Linked DNA regions of Mus musculus: region 1 is linked to region 2. Evidence: chromatin contacts called from public HiChIP or PLAC-seq data. All regions are on one chromosome and are shown on one strand. The core of a region is the stretch at or near the end of the contact, and the rest is flanking DNA. Distances in the headings are between cores, read along the strand shown. Region 1 has its middle 16 kb from the start of Tmem171. Region 2 holds the start of Foxd1 (forkhead box D1).

What was found. HiChIP or PLAC-seq counts read pairs in DNA pulled down with a chosen protein or histone mark.
Region 1: an H3K4me3 HiChIP or PLAC-seq map of embryonic forebrain shows a contact between it and region 2, with 2.2 times the contacts expected there. The contact joins the enhancer-like site here to the promoter of Foxd1 in region 2. A contact is called at or near these places in 4 of 39 promoter capture datasets (the 3T3-L1 cell line, the C10 cell line, cranial neural crest and 1 more) and 4 of 115 datasets of contacts at active chromatin or transcription factors (embryonic forebrain, embryonic stem cells, forebrain and 1 more).

The regions. Positions count from the first base shown.
Region 1 is chr13:98,675,830-98,682,188 of GRCm38.p6, forward strand. No RefSeq gene overlaps it. Among named protein-coding and RNA genes, the nearest start is that of Tmem171, 16 kb to the right of the region's middle. Within about 2 kb of position 3,607, at least 71 of the 459 cell types and tissues checked have an H3K27ac peak or open chromatin away from gene starts, as enhancers often do. A contact at or near this core is called in pancreatic cancer cells, where this site is marked.
Region 2 is chr13:98,350,071-98,355,763 of GRCm38.p6, forward strand. It overlaps Foxd1 (forkhead box D1), which reads left to right and starts at 4,175. Exons shown (of 1, transcript NM_008242.2): 1 at 4,175-5,693. The coding sequence starts at 4,550.

The DNA of each region.
Region 1 (6,359 bases), core at 2,357-4,856, 330 kb after region 2:
GCTTCTGGCTATTATAAATAATGCTGCTATGAACATAATGGAGCATGTGTCCTTGTTATATGTTGGAGCATCTTTTGGGTATATACCGGAGTGGTATAGCTGGGTCCTCAGGTAATACTATGTGTCAATATATGGAAATCCATCAATGAAATCCACTAGATAAACAAACTCAAAGAAAAAAACCACATGATCATTTCATTAGATGCTGAAAAGGTATTTGACAAAAGTCTTGGAAAGATCAGGAATTCAAGGCCCATATCTAAACATAGTTAAAGCAATATACAGCAAACCAGTAGACAACATCAAACTAAATGGAGAGAAACTTGAAGCAATCCCACTAAAATCAGGGACAAGACAAAGCTGCCCACTCTCTCCCTATCTATTCAATATAGTACTTGAAGTTCTAGCCAGCGCAATTAGACAACAAAAGGAGGTCAAAGGGATATAAATTGGAAAGGAAGAAGTCAAAATATCACTATTTGCAGATGATATGATAATATACTTAAGTGACCCCAAAAACTCCACCAGAGAACTCCTAAACCTGATAAACAAAGACAACTTCAGCAAAGTGACTGAATATAAAATTAACTTTAAAAAAAATCAGTGGCCTTCCTCTACACAAAGAATAAACAGGCTGAGAAAGAAATTAAGGAAACGACACCCTTCACAATAGCCACAAACAATAAAAAGTATCTTGGTGTGATTCTAACCAAGTAAGTGAAAGATATGGATGACGAGAACTTCAAGTCTCTGAAGAAAGAAGTTGAAGAAGACCTCAGAAGATAGAAAGATCTCCCATGCTCATGGATTGGCAGGGTTAATATAGTAAAAATGGCTATTTTGCTGAAAGCAATCTATAGATTCAATGCAATCCCTATCAAAATTCCAACTTAATTTTTCATAGAGTTAGAAAGAGCAATTCTCAAATTCATCTGGAATAACAAAAAACCTAGGATAGCAAAAACTATTCTCAACAATAAAAGAACCTCTGGTGAAATAAGCATCTCTGACCTCAAGCTGTACTACAGAGCAATTGTGATAAAAACTGCCTGGTCCTGGCACAGTGACAGGTAGATCATTATAATAGAATTGAAGACTCACAAATGAACCCACACACGTACAATCACTTGATCTTTGACAAAAGAGCTAAAACTATCAAGTGGAAAAAAGACAGCATTTTCAACAAATGGTGCTGGTTCAACTGGAGGTCAACAAGTAGAAGAATGCAAATTGATTCATTCTCATCTCCTTGTACAAAGCTCAAGTCCAAGTGGATCAAGGACCTCCACATAAAACCAGATACACGGAAACTAATAGAAGAGAAAGTGGGGAAGAGCCTCAAACACATGGGCACAGGGGAAAACTTCCCAAACAGAACACCAATGGTTTATGCTCTAAGATCAACAATCGACAAATGGGACTTCATAAAATTGCAAAGGACACTGTCAATAGGACAAAACGGCAACCAACAGATTGGAAAAAGATATTTACCGGACCTACCTCCAATAGAGGGCTAATATCCAATATATACAAAGAACTCAAAAAATTAGACTCCAGAGAACCAAATAACCCTATTTAAAAATGGGGAACAGAGCTAAACAGGGAAAATACTTAAAACTGAATATACTTTCCTCCTTATCCTGCCTGCTAGCCAGTGTGACAGGATTTTCCCTCTCCACTCACTCTAAAATATTAGGGCAACAGGAGGCCTGTGATTGGACAGGGAAAGGGAGGCAGTACTAAGAGTTACAGGGACAGAGAGTGTCTCAGGGAGAGGGAGGGCAGCCTAGACGGAAGTGGACGGACAGCAAGAAGAACCTGAACCAGGCTTTAAATAGCCACAGGTAGTTATGGTATCCTAAAGAATAGAATAATTGAGATATTTGTCTAATCTAGGTGGGCAGCTTTTATCATTATCAATTGGTTCTGAAATTATTGTATTGGCATTTTATAAATTGAGAATTTATTGATAAGTAAATCTGTTTAATTAATTATAAGCTTCAAGAGTTTTGTTTCTACTGGGTTGATGGGTGGATGATCATTGTGGTGGGGCTGGCGTGGCAACAATTCGCCTAGGAACTTGGGAGCACCGGCCAGAAAGACCCCTGAGTTGAGATCACCCGGCCAGAGCCACGTGGTCCACTGGTTGCTGGCGGTTGTGCTGGAAGCCTGCCAGTCCAGTTATTTTTTTAATTATTTCCCTGCAACAAGCGCATCCCCACAAAGCACAGAGAAACCCCAATGAAGGGAAGGGCTCTACCCACCGACCTTCCCTGCTTCTCTGTGGGCAGCCTGGCCAGGACCCTTGTGAATCCATCTTTGACTATCTGTCACTGAGCATCTCTCAGCTAACTACAGCTTTCCAGAAGGTTTTCCTTCTCACACCGTCCTCCACAGCCACCGGCCATCGCTTCTGTCCTGCAGGAGGGGCCACAGGCTGGGATCATAGTGGATTCTGGCTCCTGGTTTTTCCCACCAGCAGTGGGTGCTCGAGACATTTCCAGAGGGTGTTACTAGTATAGCAAAGAACTCTCTTCCCAGGCCAGGGACTCCAAAGGACCTGCCCAGGAACAAAGGTGTCCTTGGCAGGCTTGTCTTAAGCCTCACACTGAACCTGAAACTTGCCTTTGAGGCCACGATGTCCACGTTCCCCCTCACTGTGTTCTAGCTCCGTCCAGCCTGACAGGATTCCAGAGAGAAAGTTTCCTAAAGTCAGTAACCTGCTCTGGAAAGAGATGAGGGAGCCTCTTACAAACCTGGGCTGTGATCCTCCTTCCTTTCCAAGACCAAGCGGTGCCGCACACAGATGATGCCTGATGGGAGAGGTGTGATTGTCTGCTCACACAAACTTACGACTTGCAGAGCAGTGAGGACCTGGTCTCCGAGTGATTCAGGAAGCTGTGATCGAAACTACATGCCTGGACCATCCCAGCACAGGAGGGAAACGCACAGAGCTCAACAAGAGGCTTTGTAGCACCTCAGAGCAGCATGTCCATACCATGGAAGCAGGCTGCATCTCAGCAGAGTGTTCATGCCATGAGAGGAGGCTGCCTGGGTCAAAATCCCTGGACAGCAAGGGCCACTACAGCAGCAGGATGGTCCCTGCAACTCTACTGTCCTCAGACTCAAAGGGGGAAAGGAGACTTCAGGCGTAAGAAACAGACTCCCGCAAGGTGACTTAGCACCCTTGGGCCTGACTGAAGAGCCCTTCACCACAGCAGCTCCTGAAGGAAAGCCCTACTGCCTGGGCAGGGTCTGAAGATGCAGGAAGATGCTAAGTTTGAGAGAGAATCAGCCATGCACAGTCTGGCCTGGGAAAACCCTAGACACCATCCTGGTCCCTCACCTGTTTCTCCAGAAAAGAGACACCCTCCCCCTTGGCGAAAACCCCTAATATGCTACATGCCTCAGCTGATGCCTGTAGGCAGACTAGGTGGTAAGTTCAAAGCCCTTAAGGAACTGTCCTGTGAGTATGTTGGCATGGCACAGGGCAGCTGAGGGAGCTCATCCGCCATCATGGATTTCTAAGCCTCCCACAGTCCAGTACTTAGGACCAGCCCAGTGTTTTGTCTGTCACCTTCCTCCTAGGGGTCATAGTAACACTCCCACACCACATGCTATGGGTGGCCCCACCTCAGCCTGGGTGGCAAGCTCTGGTGTGGGCTGGAGATCACAGTAAAGAGCCAAACCACTCAAGTTGCATCTAGCCAGAAAATCAATCTCTCTCTCTCTCTCTCTCTCTCTCTCTCTCTCTCTCTCTCTCTCTCTCTCACACACACACACACACACACACACACACAGAGAGAGAGAGAGAGAGTGTGTGTGTGTGTGTAAGCATTCCTAATTAGGAAAAGCTTCATCCTTCCTCCATTCTCTTCCTCCACATTGCTCCTCCCAGGGGACTCTGGGCTGGTGGCAGCATGCTTGATACTCCAGGAATGTCAAGTATGCAAGATCAATCCCAGGAGGGCTTCTAGGCAACCATGCATGGTTCCCCTCGAAGTCAGCTCACCTCTTCCTGCCCACCGCCTCCACACTGTGCTTCATGACTTCACCCTGCTCGCTGCCCCTGTATGGGAGGCCAGAATCAGGGCGTAGCTAGCAAAGCCCAGCCCAGTTTCTTGGGAAAACTCATCTCCCTGATTCACCAGGGGTTGGCAGGGACTGGCCAGAAGAAACCCTGCCTGGGACCTTTCCATGGTGAGTCCTACTTGGGCAACCTTAAGCTGTTTTCATTTGAATCCAGTGGTGTTCTCCATCTCTGCCCTGACAAGCCCGCTGGACCAGCTCTTGGCCTCATAAGAGACACAGAGAGACGAAACCACATCTAGAGGAGCCCAGGATTTCCTACCTGGGAGGCTGAAACAAGGAGAGTGAGACACCTGCAACAACACTAGGGACTAGCTCTGACCCCACAGACCTCCCCTCAAGGTTCCTCAGTACCAGCTGGTGTTGTGATCATAAAAAGAGAAAGAACTATTGAGATATGTTCTGGTGGGGTGGGGGGAAGGGGGTGCCTCGGAGGGCCCATGCCAAGGTATCCCTTCCCCCTGAGAGACCAGTATAGTATAGAATAGAGTTTATTCACAGCATGGGGAAGGAAGTTAAGAGAGTAGTAGAGACAGAGAAAGGCAGAGAGAAGGAGAGAGTAGAGAAGTAGAGGCCGGCCATGGCCATGGGGGTGGGGGGGGAATGGGGAGAGAGGGGGAGCAAGGGGACAAGGGGCAAAAGAGAGGCAAGAGTGGGGGGACAAGCAACCCCTTTTATAGTGGGTCAGGCCTACCTGGCTGTTGCCAGGTAACTGTGGGGAGGAGCATACCTGGCTACTGCCAGGTATCTGTGGGGGTGAAGTCCAGACAGAATACCAACATCTGGGAAGTGTAAGCAGGACTCCTCAGAAGTCGGGGAAGCAGGAGGAGGTTCTCCAGATGTTTGTGGTCTCTGCTGCTCCTAAGAAGCTCTGTCTCCAGCATGTCTTAGCTGACAAGCATGGCTTGCACTCACTGGATAGAGGGACTCTGCACATCCAGCAGCTACTCCAGGTGGCTCTTGTCTTCCTGGAAGCTGGCGACACAACTGTGCAGGCTGCTTCTGCTTTAGTGCGAAGAGAACTCTGACTCCTGTTCTCCCTGTCTGAGGTCCACTCTAGAATGACAGTCGCCTCAGAGGAGAGAGGTCCCCATGGCCTGAGCCCCCTGTACTACAACCACACAGCTAGGTCACACCCACAGGGGGACATCAAGGGGCCACCACAGCACTTCTGGACCCTCTCACCACCCCACTCCAAATGCCAGAGTAGAGACTGAGCGTGTACTTGCCTGGCCCTCCCTCACCCTCTGAGCTCCTGCTTCCCCTGGCTTCTCCCCTTCTTCCTCACTCAGGTGTTGAAATACCAAAAAGAATTACTACATAAAACTTATTTTGACTTCAGCAGGCTTGGTGGCCTGGGGGTCCACTTCAGCAGTCCCAGGTTAAGGCAAGGACCTCACAAGAGGTTTCTACAGAGGCAGCATGGTGACACTTTCCACCATGAGAGGGTCACCCCACCTGAATTTTCAGACCTCGTTGTAATTTTTTTGTAATGTGACCTCCCAGCATCATAAGCACAGAGTCTGGAGTAAGATCTGTGTGTCAGTCAGTTTTCACTCTATAACAGAATCCCAGAGGCAGGCTACCTTAAAAGGAAAAGAAGTTCATTTAGCTCACAGTCTGGGAGACTAAGCATAGCACAGGCTCTAGTGAGGGCCCCTGCTGATTTCATCATGACCGGGGTTGCCTTTCTCTGTGTGTCTAGTTTTGTTCTGTGTCCCTCTAAGAAAGCCACCAAAATCCAATCATGGGGAATCCATCCCGATGGCCTGCTCCTCCACACATTGTGAAGTTAGAGTAAGTTTCTACTCTGAAATAAATATATAAATATCACACACGCACATTTATTGATTGATTGATTGATTGATTGACAGGTTTGCACAGGTTCTCTCCTGCATGTGAGTGGAAGTCGGAGGACAGCCCCTAGGGGCTGGCTTTCTACCTCTACCATGTAGATCAGGGGATTGGATTCAGGTCCTAACCCAGCTGCAAACCCCCTTTACCCATTGATCCATCTTGCCAGCCCAAGTCTTTACCTCCTAATGCCATTAACCCATGACTTACTGAAGTAAACTCCTGCTGGAGTTTGGAAGGCAAACCGTAGAACAGAGTGAGCGTGTGCGGCTAGCAATGCTTGGTGTTCAAGAACACATAGAAAAGTACTCATCCCTTTGAACAGACTCATTCTAGCTCTAAAATGTCCCTGGTACATCCCTCCCCTCCAGCTCTGTGGCCTGCAGCACACAGCCTCTCTTGGGCTCTTCAGCAGA
Region 2 (5,693 bases), core at 2,925-5,424:
TCCAGCTCAGGCTGTGGAATGCTTGTTTTAAGAAGCACTTAAGCAAGCAAAACCTACCCGGTGAGGCCTGGAGGCCACTAAGTAAGACACGGAAAGAAGAAAGAACTCTCACCCTTTCTCCAGCCCACGGAAGGGCCGGCTATTAGAACCAGGCTCAGTGCATGGAACTTTCCAGGTTAAAACGCATCCACTCACGAGAGGTACTGACCACTTTCCCGTGGAAATTGGCCTTGCCTTGAACTTACTTTCAGATCCTATGCAGCCCTGAAGAAGTAGGTGGGTGTGGGTCTGGCCCAGCCCCTTCACTGCCTGTGTGAGAGCTGGCAGCCCCACTCAGCCATCACAGGCAGGTTGCTGTGGGTTGGAATTAGCTCAGCGTTAGGTATGCTATTACACCACGGAGGAGGATGGAGGCCTCAGAGGGCCAAGAGACAAAGTTAGGGTCATCTGGTCCCTTGAGGAGCAGAGGAGGCGTAGCAGTGTAAAATGGGATGAACTGGGCGAATGTCCACAGATATTTGCTGGAAAAGAATCTGGAGAAATCTTAAACTTATCTTTTGCTGAAGACGATGTGAAGAGTCTCCAGGTCCCGAAACTGAATAAGCTGAATTTTCAAACCCACAGAGGTGAGTATTCATTCCATTAGTATATAAAGCAGAAGCCAGCAGTGTCCACTGTTGGCACAGAGGGGTTCCTCTGAGAATTTCAGGAATGACAGGGAGGTGGAGAATGGAATATGCCCCAAAGTTCATTGGATGTCTGCGACATGCAGAGTGTTACCAGGTGCAGAGCAGAGGCATGGACAGAAAGGGAAGAGCCAACTCCAGTATCCATCAGCAGATGAATGAGTGGACAGAACATGGGGTGTATGTGCACCGTGGAATATCTCTCAGCCTCAGAACATCCTGTCTATGAAACCTCATATGATGAAACTCAAAGACATTATGCTGAATGAATTTAGTCAGACACAGAAGGCAGGAAATCACAGCAGAAAGAAAAGCAGAAGCCATGGAGGAGTGCTGCTTCCTGGCTTGCTCAACAAGCTCGCTTATCTGATTGCTTATAGTACCCAGGACCACCAGCTCAGTTAATGGCACCACTCACAGTGCGCTGGACCACACCCCCAACCCCCACAACACACACATCAATCAATGAAGACATGTGTCATAGGCTGTGTCCACAGGCCAATCTGGTAGGGACAATTTCTCAACTGAGGTTCCCTCTTCCAAAATGTCTCTAGCTTACATCAAGTTGACATAAAATCAGCCAGCACATTTAGATTCTTGTCTTCTGAGTTTACATACCCAAGTTTCTCCTCAAAGGAATTTTCTGGGCCTGTGACAAAGATGAAGGGAGTTGAGGCAGAGCCTTCTTCCCAAAGCTGGTGCCAAATCCTGTGACTTCAGCTCTGGGGGGTTCAGGCCCCTGACCCAAACAGCCTGTGAGAATAAAACTGATTAACTCGAACCCCAAGGAGAAGAAGCCTGTTGTGCGGGCTCAGTCCCTGTCCCTCAGAGGAGACTACTAGATCTAGGGCCTTACCAGACACTTTCTGCTCTGGGGATTTTCTAGCCACCACGGTGGCACCGGTGGCACCGGGTGCCCAGGCCAACCCAAGGGACAGCAGGACTCCACACTACCACCAGGGGGCAGTTCTGCCGAGCTCCTACATTGCAAGGATAACCACCAGCTGCTTTCTTGGTGCGCGCTTTCAGGCCAAGGAGTGGGGGATGGGAGTGGGGATGGCTCTTGGTTCCAAATGGCTGTCCTGCCCACCTCTGGGAAAGATTTCTGGCCCCTGTACTAGCTTGAGGGGATGGGATGGGATGGGATGGGATGGGATGGGATGGGATGGGATGGGATGGGATGGGGGACTTTCCATCCTTGGAGAAAAGACAGGGAGTCAGGAGATTCTGAGAGCTAGGGACCAGGAAGGCAGAAAGAGGATGAGCAAGGCACGAATTCCCAGCAAGGTTTCCAGGCTGGGAAATTTCTGGACTGAACAGCTAAGGGGCTATAGGTACCTTAACTAAAGCAAACAAAACTGGTGGAGTGCCCAAAGATGGCTTTAGTGAAGCTCACTCAAATCTCTGGTTACCTGTTCTGTACCTTCATTGATCCCAGTGTGTTGAGGTGGTCTGTCAAATCCAGCAAATCCCCACATTCCTCGCCCCCCGCCAGTGACTTTAAGGTAATTTACCACGTTTCCCCAAACATTTCCAGGAAACAGCCCTTTAACCCTTTGGGGGCGATATTGCAAACGGAACATAAGCTCTCAACTCCCAGACCCTTCTAGGACAGACAAATTGCAAATCTTGAGCAGAGAGATTTTCCTCTAACGTTACTAATAACCTGCGAACAATTCTTCTTGTATTCCATCTTCAAATACGTTTGTACGCAGCAGCCCTCAGCACTGCGAAAACCATAGTGTTTATTTAGATATCGGGCAAGCACTAATAAAACTTAAACTTTTGATGTAAAAGTGGACTCCTTGGTTAGGACGCCTGTCTGCATCAACAAAGCATTCGCTGCCTGATTAATGTTGGCGCAGGTTAATCAGAGCCCATTACAATAATTAGATGGTCCAGTCATACATCAAATGAGAGGCAATGAAAATCAACGCGTTCAGATCGCAAGGCATTCTCATAGATCTTTTAAAGATCTCTAGTAGACTTTACAGACCATTTACAAGTGGAACTGGTGGTTACCCATTGGAGAAAACGAAATCTGATTTGAAAAGAAGTATTAGATGGGGCAACAGCTTATTTTTGTGATGAATACCAGTTAGAACAAGTCACTTCAGGAAGTAAGAAACACTTGGTTGATACAATGACACACAGAGCATTTGAGATTGTTCCTAGAGAAAGCCATTGAATTTTTATTCAGTTCTTGGCAAATGGCGATTTTAACCAGAAAGTTAAACTGGTAAGGCAAAGTTCCCTATTTGAAATCGAAACATCTCAGAAAAGGCAAACATCCAGAAAGCTAGGCTATCAAAATGAATTCGGATTACACAATTATTCGGATTTCCCGCCAGCCAGAACAAAACATTTAGCTGGTGGTAAACACAGGTGACCTTAAAACAGAATAATACTTTAATCATCCCTATTAGCTTGCCACTTGGAAGAAAAATGAATCGAGTGGAGTTGCATCCTGCATTTAAAATTTAAAAGTCGGGTTTTTTTTTAAAAAAAAGAGTATAAAAAGCATTTAATGTATTTTCCAAAATAAAAAATTGATCTCAAAGTTCATCTTTGCTACTGTCCTTTCTACTATCAATCCTTCCGGAACAACACTGTGTGTAAGTTATAATAATTCCAGTATTTAGAAAGTAGTGTGAAATGCTCCTTTAGAAATACCTTTTATTGAAAAGTATAGCGCTCTTTTTCCTAACATCTCAACAGTGTTTGAGTTGCTGCTATGTGTAATTTCTGTGTGTGTTTGGGTTTTCATTACAATTTTCTATTTCTTTTCCTCATTCAACCATTGCTTGCTCTATTCCCATGGAATTTGTGAGATGCTCTCATTAGAGTGGCTTAGTTTAGCTGTCAAGTCTCTAGGGCATTCAATTGCAGATAAATGACCAAAACGCCAGCCTAACCGCATTTTTATTAACAGATGGCGGAAAACAAACGTCTTTGGAGAAGAACCGAAGGGAAAGGGTTAAAGGGTCAATAAACAATTATTACCGTGCTCAAAATGGGGGATTTTTCATCAGATTCCACAGGCGGAGACTGGCCCAGTCCAGAGAGCTGGGACACCCTACCAGACTCCCTCGCTCAATATTCCAGTGAGCACCTCACACATAGAGCAGTTGTCCCCAGTGGGATGACTCCTACAGGCCACTGGGTTGTCCAATCGAAGCGTCCCCGGAGCGCTTGAGATTAGGGTTGAGGGCTAATCCGGGAGAATAAGGCTGGGGGTTTGAACTCCTGTAGCTCTCGGGTCGGCTCGCGGCTGGCTAGGGTGGGATTCAGGATAGCCAATATCTTGGCAAGAAATAGTGGGCTTCAGTCTCCAACTCTTGCTGCTGCCCCTCCTGCGGGTGAACTTTCTCTTCCTACACGCCGATTCCCTCGCCTTTCTTTTCCTTCCCTGGGCCGCGCTCTGACGTGCACACCATGTGACAGGCCCCCTTCTGCTATAAGCACAGACAAGGTCCGCCCTCTTCTGGACTCAGCCCTGGCCTTGCCGAGCTCCGTTTCTAGATTCTCACTCCTCCCGCGCCCTTCTGGGCGCCCGACACCGACTGGCCCGCCAGGGTCCAGCCACCCCCTCCTGGACTAACCGGGCTAAAGGGACCACAGTGGAAAAGGTCAAGTCTAGAGCGCCCGCCACCCGGTGCCCGCCGAGCCGGGGAGCGCAAACACCTCGCACAGCCCTGCTCGCCAAGTAGCGGAGCGGAGCGGCCCCAGCCACCTCCTGCAGCCGCGCGTCGCAGAGTGGCGTCCTCGCTCCGGGTCCGCCGCTCCGGGATCGGCCTGGGGAGGCCAGGGAGCCGGGAGCCCGGTGCCCCTATGTGCCGCCGCGCCACCGCGCCGCCCCAGCTATGACCCTGAGCACGGAGATGTCCGATGCCTCCGGCCTCGCGGAGGAGACAGACATCGACGTGGTGGGGGAGGGCGAGGACGACGAGGAGGAGGAGGACGATGACGACGAGGGCGGCGGCGGCCGCGGCGGCGGCGGGTCCCGGTTGCCGAGCTCGGCCCAGCGGCGGAGGCGCTCTTACGCCGGGGAGGACGATCTCGAGGACCTGGAGGAGGAGGACGACGATGACCTGCTGCTGGCCTCCCGGCCCGCCGCGTCCCCCGCGCCTCCGGGTCCTGCGCCCGCCCCGGGGACCGGGTCGGGCGGCTGCAGCGGCGCCGGAGCGGGAGGCGGCGCGGGAGGTGGTACGGGCGCGGGCACGGGCGGGGGCGCTAAGAATCCGCTGGTGAAGCCGCCCTACTCGTACATCGCGCTCATCACCATGGCCATCCTGCAGAGCCCCAAGAAGCGCCTGACGCTCAGCGAGATCTGCGAGTTCATCAGCAGCCGCTTCCCTTACTACCGGGAGAAGTTCCCCGCTTGGCAGAACAGCATCCGTCACAACCTGTCGCTCAACGACTGCTTCGTCAAGATCCCGCGCGAACCGGGCAACCCGGGCAAGGGCAACTACTGGACGCTCGACCCGGAGTCCGCAGATATGTTCGACAACGGCAGCTTCCTGCGGCGCCGCAAGCGCTTCAAGCGCCAGCCGCTACTCGCTCCCCACGCGGCGGCCGAGGCGCTGCTGCTGCGCGGTGCGGGGCCGGCGGCGGGCGCAGGGGACCCGGGCGCCGCGCTTTTCCCGCCGCCGCCGCCACCGCCCGCCTGCGGCTACGGAGCCTACGGCTGCGCCTACGGCCTGCAGCTGCCACCCTGCGCGCCGCCCTCCGCGCTCTTCGCTGCCGCCGCCGCGGCAGCCGCCGCCGCCTTCCATCCGCACTCGCCCCCGCCGCCTCCTCCTCCTCCGCCGCCGCCTCCCGGTGCGGCCGCCGAGCTGGCGCGGACCGCCTTCGGCTACCGGTCACACGCGCTGGCTGCCGCCCTGCCCGGCCCTTTGCAGGCGGCCGCAGTCAAGGCGGGAGGCCCGGGCGCCGCAGCGCTCGCACGCTCGCCCTTCTCCATCGAGAGCCTCATCGGGCGCACTCGGGGTCCCGCGGCCGCCGGGG